2 separate regions of the Sus scrofa genome follow, and region 2 is linked to region 1. The links are chromatin contacts, called in public promoter capture Hi-C maps. All regions are on one chromosome and are shown on one strand. The core of a region is the stretch at or near the end of the contact, and the rest is flanking DNA. Distances in the headings are between cores, read along the strand shown.

Evidence for each region. Promoter capture Hi-C pulls out the DNA fragments that hold promoters and counts their contacts.
Region 2: a contact with region 1 is called in a promoter capture Hi-C map of skeletal muscle, with 6 times the contacts expected there. The contact joins the promoter of GCAT here to the enhancer-like site in region 1. A contact is called at or near these places in 4 of 5 promoter capture datasets (fetal liver, fetal skeletal muscle, liver and 1 more), 11 of 47 Hi-C or Micro-C datasets (embryonic fibroblasts, fetal heart ventricle, fetal skeletal muscle and 6 more) and 2 of 2 datasets of contacts at active chromatin or transcription factors (alveolar macrophages and skeletal muscle).

The regions. Positions count from the first base shown.
Region 1 is chr5:9,929,854-9,934,111 of Sscrofa11.1, reverse strand. It overlaps MICALL1 (MICAL-like protein 1), which reads left to right. Exons shown (of 16, transcript XM_021091499.1): 11 at 1-108; 12 at 247-337; 13 at 482-555; 14 at 3,257-3,371; 15 at 3,543-3,589. Among named protein-coding and RNA genes, the nearest start is that of C5H22orf23, 14 kb to the right of the region's middle. Within about 2 kb of position 1,946, at least 29 of the 83 cell types and tissues checked have an H3K27ac peak or open chromatin away from gene starts, as enhancers often do. A contact at or near this core is called in alveolar macrophages, fetal liver, fetal skeletal muscle and 5 more, where this site is marked.
Region 2 is chr5:10,036,386-10,040,643 of Sscrofa11.1, reverse strand. GCAT (2-amino-3-ketobutyrate coenzyme A ligase, mitochondrial) reads left to right here and starts at 2,165. Exons shown (of 9, transcript XM_013997525.2): 1 at 2,165-2,432; 2 at 3,947-4,077. The coding sequence starts at 2,237. It overlaps LOC100510904 (histone H1.0), which reads left to right. Exons shown (of 1, transcript XM_003126037.4): 1 at 1-1,700. The coding sequence ends at 381.

The DNA of each region.
Region 1 (4,258 bases), core at 697-3,196:
TCCCCGAGGAGGACATCCACGGAGAGGTGGACACCATCGAGCGCCAGCTGGATGCCCTGGAACACCGCGGGGTCCTGCTGGAGGAGAAGCTGCGTGGCGGAGCGAATGGTGCGGGAGCTGTGGGGGGGCCTGGCCGGGGGGACCCGGGGCAGGAGGGAGCCTCTCTCCCTGGGGAGGAGCCACCGTGGCCCCTTTGGGGATGGGGACTGCCGGCGGCCCTGACCTCAGTCGGCCTCTGCCTTCCAGAGGGCCGCGAGGATGACATGCTGGTGGACTGGTTCAGGCTCATCCACGAGAAGCACCTGCTGGTCCGGCGGGAGTCCGAGCTCATCTACGTGTGAGTGCTCCCTCCCCGGCCCCCGCCGCCTCCCCAGGACCCGCAGAGCTTAGGACCCAGACGCCGCCCTTCTTCCCTCATCACCGACGGCAGCGGGCAGGCGGCCGGGACCTGACCGATGGTCGCCTTCTTCCCACGCTCTAGCTTCAAGCAGCAGAACCTGGAGCAGCGCCAGGCCGACGTGGAGTATGAGCTCCGGTGTCTTCTCAACAAGCCAGGTGAGTGTGGTCCCACCTGCTCCTGGACCCAGGCCCCGGGGCCTGGGGACTCGAAGAGCCCTGGTAGGGGACGCATGGGCCGACTCTGTGAGCAAGGCCGGAGGGCAGGACCGGCAGGGGCTGTCTGGGTCTTAACGGGTGATAAATAGGCTCGAGCCGTGAGCCCGCATGGTGGCCAGCGTGGGGCTGTGACATCTGTGGTGCTGGGATGACAGGCTTGCAGAGAGCACCAAGCCCAGGGGCAGACGGGCCTGTTTTGGCCCCCTCCTCTCCTGGAATGTGTGGGGAGGCAGGTCCCTGGGGGGAGAGCAGGGGCCTGTCCAGGGGCAGCTCTGTGCTCATGGCTGTTAGTTGAGAGCATGGCAGGCTCAGGTGGCAGGGGCGGGGGATGGTGGAGGTGGAAGCGGGGATGGCGAAGGCGCCCTGCACAGCGTGGCTCAGAATGACCCGGGGAGGCCGGGTGTGGGATGTGCTGAGAATGGAGCAGGGGCGGCGGGAGGGCTTGGCATGGAGTCAGATAGTCCGTGTTCTGCCGCTAACTTGCTGGGTGACCTCAGGCAGCTTGCTTAGCCCCACTGAGCCTCAGTGACTTCGTATGTAAGACAGGAGTGAAGATACCTCCCTGGTAGGGTATTCTAGGGACCAGCAGATGGGTGTGGAAAAGAGGAGCTGACGTTCCTGTTGTGGCACAGCGGAAACGAATCTGATTAGCACCCATGAGGTTGTGGGTTCAATCCCTAGCCTTGCTCAGTGGGTTCAGGATCGGGTGTTGCCGTGAGCTGTGGTGTAGGTCACAGACGCAGTTTGGATCCTTCATGGCTATGGCTCTATGTTGTAGGCTGGCAGCTACAGCACCAATTCGACCCCTAGCCTGGGAACCTCCATGTGCTGCGCCTGCAGCTGTAAAGAGACCTCCCTCTCCAAAAAAAAAAAAAAGAAAAGCAAAGGAGCTGATGGCTGATGGTTCCTATGTGGCTGAGTTGGGGTCTGTGGCCATGACATGGAGTGAGCACAGCTGTGGGCAGGGAGAGACCGCAGGAGTCTGTGGAGCCCGGCCTGTGACCACTTCCTATGGCCCAGGCAGTAGGCATCAACGTTTCCATTTAATGGATGAGGAAATCAGAGCTAGAGAGTTTGAGAGTCTTGCCCGCTGGTGGTGGAGCTGGGCTTTTCTCCATGTCTCTGACCTGAGCCTGTCCCTGTACACACAGCCCCTCCTGCCTTATGGGACAGTGGCCCTGATTTCCCACTGACCAGGGAACTTGGGAGGCTGCATGAAAGCCAAGGCAGGAGTGTTCCTGAGAAGTCACAGAATGTCCCAGCCCTCCACTGCCATCTTTAAATTACTCTCCAATCTCCAGAGGCTGGGGCGGGGCTGCCACTCAGAGGGAGGCACAGCGACGCCTTGTGGCTGGAGTGGGCGCAGCACCTCTGTACCCCAGGCCAGCCTGGCCCTGGCTTTTGTTTTTGTTGTTGTTGTTTTTAAGCGTGTGGTTGATTTACAGTGTTGTGTCAGGCCCTGGGCTTTTTGTGCTGGGTCTCCAGTCCTCTGTGTGGTAGCGGCACATCCTGGGCTCGTCATCCTGTCCCAGATGTTGCCTCTGGAGGCTGAGAATGGTTTGTAAGGCCCCAGATGGGCTGAAGACCCCTAAGACTACAACTGTGGCAGCTTAGGGGTGTTAGGCTGCCTGGGTACGAGCTTGGCTCCACCCTTGCTGTGTGACACTGGTTAAGGACTTCTCTTCTCCAAGCCTCAGTTTTCTCCCATGTAGGTTGGGCACATAACTTACCCAGGCTCCAGATTTAGGAAGTAGCAGATTGCGAGTTGAACTGAGCTGGCGATTTCAAAACCCACGTCGTCCCCAGAACTGTGCTGGGCCAGTGGCTCCTGAGTTTTGGCAGGAGGTGGCAGTAGGGTGTTGGGGCCTGGCTGAGGGATCTCAGGGTGTTTATTTCAAGATGAGGAGGCCTGTGGAGGGAAGGTCAAGTGTGGGCATCCGTCCCCGGGGAGCCTGTGGGCTGGGCAAGGGGACTGTCAGGGTGCAGCTGGGCCTCCGAGGGGGGTCCTGTGGGATGACTCAGGCTCTTGAGAGGAGGCTGCAGGGACAACAGGTGTCCGAGACAGCGAGGACACCTCCTGGCTGGGCTCCCTGCCCCCAGGCTCCCCTTGAGTCCACCCTCCTTCATGGCATTAGATGAATGTCCCCGTGTGCCACTTGGGTCACATCGCTTCTCCAGCATGAGGACCCCTGGTGGGGGGGAGTCCGTGTCTTCACACACACACACACACACACACACCCGGTCTCATTCTGGCCAGCCCGCTATTGGAGGCTCTCAGCAGGCCCAGCCTGAATCCTGCCTCCCCAAGGAACCACCTAGTGAAGGAATGTTTGTTAGGTGGATGCGTGAACAGAAGCAGGAAACTCTTTGGCCTGTGCTGGTCTCTCTCTGTGCTCAGAAGGTGCGTCGCGCTGGCCCTGGCAGAGCCCCCGTGAAGAGCGTTCTGGCAGGCAGACTGGTACCCTTGATCTCTTCAGTATACAGCCTTCATTTCTCCAAAAACCTGTAACCCCCCCCCATCTGGGCCCCCTCGCTGCCGTCGAGGTGTCTAGCGCGGGGCTGGTCCACAGCCGCCCTTAGCACTCAGGCGTGGGTTCCTCGCTTCTTAGGACTCAGCTCCCCACCTTTTCTCCTTGGGCAGAAAAGGACTGGACCGAGGAGGACCGGGGCCGAGAGAAGGTGCTGATGCAGGAGCTCGTCACCCTCATCGAGCAACGCAACGCCATCGTCAACTGCCTGGACGAGGACCGGCAGAGGTGCCGGGGCTGGGGGCGGGGTTCCTCGGGGCTTCCTGTGGGCGGGGCCTCCCTGCAGCCCTCCCGGCGCAGCCCGGGGGGGGGGGGGGGGCCGGGCCTCGGAGTCTAGACGGGCGGAGAGTCACTGGCCCTTCCTCCTGTGGGACACTCCGCTTCCCTTTCCCACTTCAGGGAGGAAGAGGAAGATAAGATGCTGGAAGCCATGATCAAGAGGAAAGGTGAGGCAACGCTGTATACACACTGCTGCGGACGGTTACCAAAGACCCGCTGAATACACAGCGATTCCACGCTATACTTTGGAATAACCCATGCGGGAAGAAGAATGGAGATACGGGAGTTCCCGTCGTGGCGCAGTGGTTAATGAATCTGACTAGGAACCATGAGGTTGCGGGTTCGATCCCTGCCCTTGCTCAGCGGGTTAACGATCCGATGTTGCCGTGAGCTGTGGTGTAGGTTGCAGATGCGGCTTGGATCCCGCATTGCTGTGGCTCTGGCGAAGGCCAGCGGCTACAGCTCCAATTCGACCCCTAGCCTGGGAACCTCCATATGCCACGGGAGCGGCCCAAGAAATGGCAAAAAGACAAAAAAAAAAAAAAAAAAGAATGGAGATATATACACTAATTCACTTTGTTATACACCCGAAACCTATACAATATTGTAAGTCAACTATATTCCAACAAAATTGAAAAAAAAAAAAAAGAGGAGTTCCCATTGTGGCTCAGCAAGTTAAGAACCTGATAGGAGTTCCTGTCATGGCTCAGTGGTTAATGAACCCAACTAGTATTCATGAGGTTTCGGGTTCGATCCCTGGCCTCACTCAGTGGGATAGGGATCTGGCATTGCTGTGAGCTGTGGTGTAGGTCGAAGACACAGCTCAGATCCTGCGT
Region 2 (4,258 bases), core at 916-3,415, 110 kb before region 1:
AAGTTGTCCATCAAGCGCTTGGTCACCACCGGGGTCCTCAAGCAGACCAAAGGGGTGGGTGCCTCGGGGTCTTTCCGCCTGGCCAAGAGCGACGAGCCCAAGAGGTCAGTGGCCTTCAAGAAGACGAAGAAGGAAGTCAAGAAGGTGGCCACGCCAAAGAAGACGGCCAAGCCCAAGAAGGCTGCCTCCAAAGCCCCAAGCAAGAAGCCCAAAGCAACCCCGGTCAAGAAGGCCAAGAAGAAGCCGGCTGCCACGCCCAAGAAAGCCAAAAAACCCAAGACTGTCAAAGCCAAACCAGTCAAGGCATCCAAGCCTAAGAAGGCCAAACCAGTGAAGCCCAAAGCGAAGTCCAGTGCCAAGAGGGCCGGCAAGAAGAAGTGACAATGAGGCTTTTCTTGTGGACACTCCTGCCTGTCTCCTGTTTTCTGTAAATACTTTTTTCTTCTCACTTGATCCTCATCTGCAACCCTTTGCCCCTTCCTCGTCTGACTTTATAAAGAGACAGAATTTGGATTCCTCAGAAATTAGGGAATAATTCATTTCTCTTGAAGCAGTCATGCAAGGACAGCAACGACAAATCTCTGTAATGATGTACTTCTATTTTGTTTTGTTAATTTGTCATTAATCTACTTATGGTTTGGGGGATTTGGGTGGGTTTGTGTGTTTTGTTCAGTTGGATGGTTGATTCATTCGGAAGGTAAAAGTCGGGGGAGAATGGGGCAAGGTAGCTTGTGGCAAGATGACAGGGAGCCCAGCCTTGGTAAGGTTTTAAGTTGAACACTCCTCGTGAGTTGCAGAACGTTAGCGGAGAGGAGAGAGGTGGCATCAGTGGGACGGCAAAGGAGGGAGCAGGGGAAAAAAAAAAACAAAAAACCCTGTCTGGGCTGATTTGCACCTCCCAGTGGTGAGCAGTGGGGCATCCACATCCAGTTTCCTTCTCACTTCTGTTCCTTTGCCCCTGTAGCCTCCCTATTGTCCTAGGTGAGGGGAGGAGGTCAAAATGACAGCTGGTCCTAGAAATTGTGGCTTCTCAGAATCAGCTGGAGACTAGCTATTGGGAGACCTCTGTGGCTTCCGAAGGTCTCCTGTGAAACAGCAGAGGAAGCTTTGGGGGAAGGGTGGGGAGTGGGTCAGCCAAGTGCCTCAGAGTGCCCTGTTAAAACTTGGTTTTTTTCCACACCATCGGATTGCATCCTAGGAGGACCTTTTTTCCTTTTCGCCTGATTTTTGGTTCCTCCTGTACAAGAGATGGCTTTGCCAGGTGGTCGGCCGGGGCTCCAGCCCTGCCACCCGCCACTTAAAAACCTCCTGACCTCTTTACTTCTGAGTCTTTTATGAGTAGTTGTAGATGGGGGAGGAGGGGGGCGGGGAGTGGACAGTGAGACATACTGCAGTTGACTTTGAATTGCTAAGTAGTTTTACAGAGCTAGGTCTGTGTGTATGTGTGTATATGTATATATACAATCTAGGGCTAGGACTTAACGTTTCACACCCGGGAGCTGGGAGAAAAAACCTGTACAGTCTTTCCCTTTTTTGTAATAAAATGGGAAAACGCGCAATTGTGCGTCCTTCCCCTCCCCCCCCCACCATCCCAACCCCCTTTTACTTTTTAAACAAGTGTTATTTGTGCCGGGAAGAATTTGCTGTCTTTGTAATTTTGAAACTTTAAAATAAAATTGAAAAAAAAAAAAAAGGAAAAAGCCCGTGCAGTGTGTTTTTCTTCACTTCCAAGCCTGGAGGAGAATGCGTAGCAATCGGATGGGCAAGGAGTGGGGGAAATCTCGGGGGCGTTTGCACCTGAGAATGGGGGAGGGTTCCAAGAGCTCGACAGAACCGGGGCAACCCTGGGGCTAGAGCGTACAGAATGTGCTTCAGCCCGCTTCCCGGCGCCTGCCTCCCGCGCCCGTAGGGCATCCCCTTAACCTTCCGAGTGCTAAGTGTGCAGGCAGGGGATGGGTGGGGGTCTGGAGGCCCGGACGCGCGTTCCTCCGCCCCGTCACTTCCCCTCCCCCTTTGAGGACAGCTCCAGTCTCAATTTACAGACCAATCCACTTTCGTCCACTGCGGATCCCGCCAGGCCCCGCCCGCCCATCCCTGGGTCCGCCTCCCCTGCCCCAGTAGCGGGGGCCCCTCGCTCTGATTGGCTGTCGGGGCCCAGCCCCCGCCACGTGATCAGGCGGGGGTCTCCGTGCGTACAGCCCGCAGCGGGCAGGCGCGCTCCGGCGAGGTGGACGCGATGTGGGCCGGCCGCATCCTCTGCGCTGCCCTCTCCCGGGCCCCCCGCGGCTGTCGCCCGCAGTCAGCGCTGGCTCAGCTGCGTGGCATTCTGGAGGAGGAGCTGGAAGGCATCCGCGAGGCTGGCACCTGGAAAAGCGAGCGGGTCATCACGTCCCGTCAGGGGCCGCGCATACACGTGGACGGCGTCTCGGGAGGTAATGGACCCCGCTCCTGCTGGGAATCGTCAGACCTGGCCAGGCGTTCGAGGGCCGTTCTGAGGCTTGGGCTGGAATGGAGGTCCTGGAGGCCGTGGGCGGGCAGGAGCACCTGCACAGGTCGCTGCTGTACCCTTCCCCATCTGTCAGGCCGACTTGTCGACTTCTCGGCTTCCCGCGGTTAGCTCTAACCTGGTTAACGCGAAGGGAGGTAATTTGCCCTTAAGCCCCTTTTTGATTCAGAGGGCACGGCTGGCCCGAGATCAAGCGCTGTGAGAATGTGAGAAAAAAAAATAGAGAGATACCAGCGGGCTCTCACTCTTCCGCTTCAAGGGAGGGTGGTGAGAAGGCGGCAGCATGAACTTCTGCGTTTCTGGAGCCGCTGCTTTGTTCAGGCTTCTATTAATTGCTGCACTTGGACTTCTGCAAACTTCAAAACGTGGGGATGACCAATCCCATTTACAAACGAAGAAGCTGACCCTCAGAGATGTGAAGTGGCTGGCGGGAAAGGCCCCAGCCAGCTGCAGGCAGAGCTGGGCTTTGGTTTGGTTTGGCATATGGAACTAGCAGGTCAGCTAACTGGCCAAAATCACAGTGAGCAAAGGGCTCCAGGGCTGCTGCAGAAGTCACACCATGAATTGGCCCACCAGGCCACCCTTGTTTCTGTCTCACACCCCACAGCTTGTCTGTGCCTGGCCCCACCAGGTGGAGGTGCTGGTGACAAGCGGACCCCCAAACCTGCCATCTGCCCAGGAAATGGGCATGGACTCCTTGGTGCTGTTGTGCTCGTTTATAAAACAGAGGTCCCTGGAAGGCCCTGCCTTGCCCTCAGAGAAGCTTGGAGCTGGTCAAAAGATGGGGAATGAGGAGAGCGAGGCTCTTTTCCTGCTTTCGCCTCTCCCAGGCTGAGTAAACCTTGCCTCCTCTGGTCAGCTGTGCTCGCTTTGGGCTTTATAATTCAAGGGTCAGGTTCTGATGCGCTTCTCTACTAGGCAGCAAAGCCAGCCGTGTGGAGCGTGGGGACCAAGGCGGGCCTCTGACCCAGCTGTCCCCTGTCATCCACGAGGAAACCAGGGCCCAGACGAAGGGTTGCTGGTGAGCTTCAATGACAGGAGAAGCCAGTGAGGAACGGCCGGTTCCGCTTTGGGTGGAATGTGCAAAGTCCTTTTGTTTGTTTTGTTTTTTAAGTTTTATTGAAGTAGAGCTCGTTTACAATGTTGTGATAATTTCCGCTGCAAAACCAGAGTTTAAACTCCTCGTCCTCCGAGGTGCTGCTGTGAGGGTCCCTATCTGTCCCTCCTTTTCCTGTAACTGTTGGACTCAGTGCTTCGCTGGGGCTCCCAGCTCCCCCTCCTGGTCTCTGCCCCAGGACACATCAAACTGTGTGCTTCTTGCCTCCTCAGGGGCGAATCCAGGTTCATTTCCTCTCTGAGCTCCCAAGGCCTGGCACTGACATCTTTCCAGGTCCTTCTTTGTCCTGAGCTGCAGTGTCTGTCCCCTGTCCTCTACCTCAGGAATCATTAACTTCTGTGCCAACAACTACCTGGGCCTGAGCAGCCACCCCGAGGTGATCCAGGCAGGTCTGCAGGCCCTGGAGGAGTTTGGAGCCGGCCTTAGCTCTGTCCGATTCATCTGTGGGACCCAGGTACAGAGCGGCCGGGGGCGGTGGGGATGGTCCCCAGCGTTGGGCACTGACCCCAGATGTTTGCTTCCACTGTCAGCAGGGCTGGTTTTGCCGGCTCAGCTCCTCCCAGCACTCTAGGCCCACGCAGCCCCAGAGCTGTCTACGAGAAGGGTGGGCTTCAGGCTTCTGTTTTGCTGTGCAG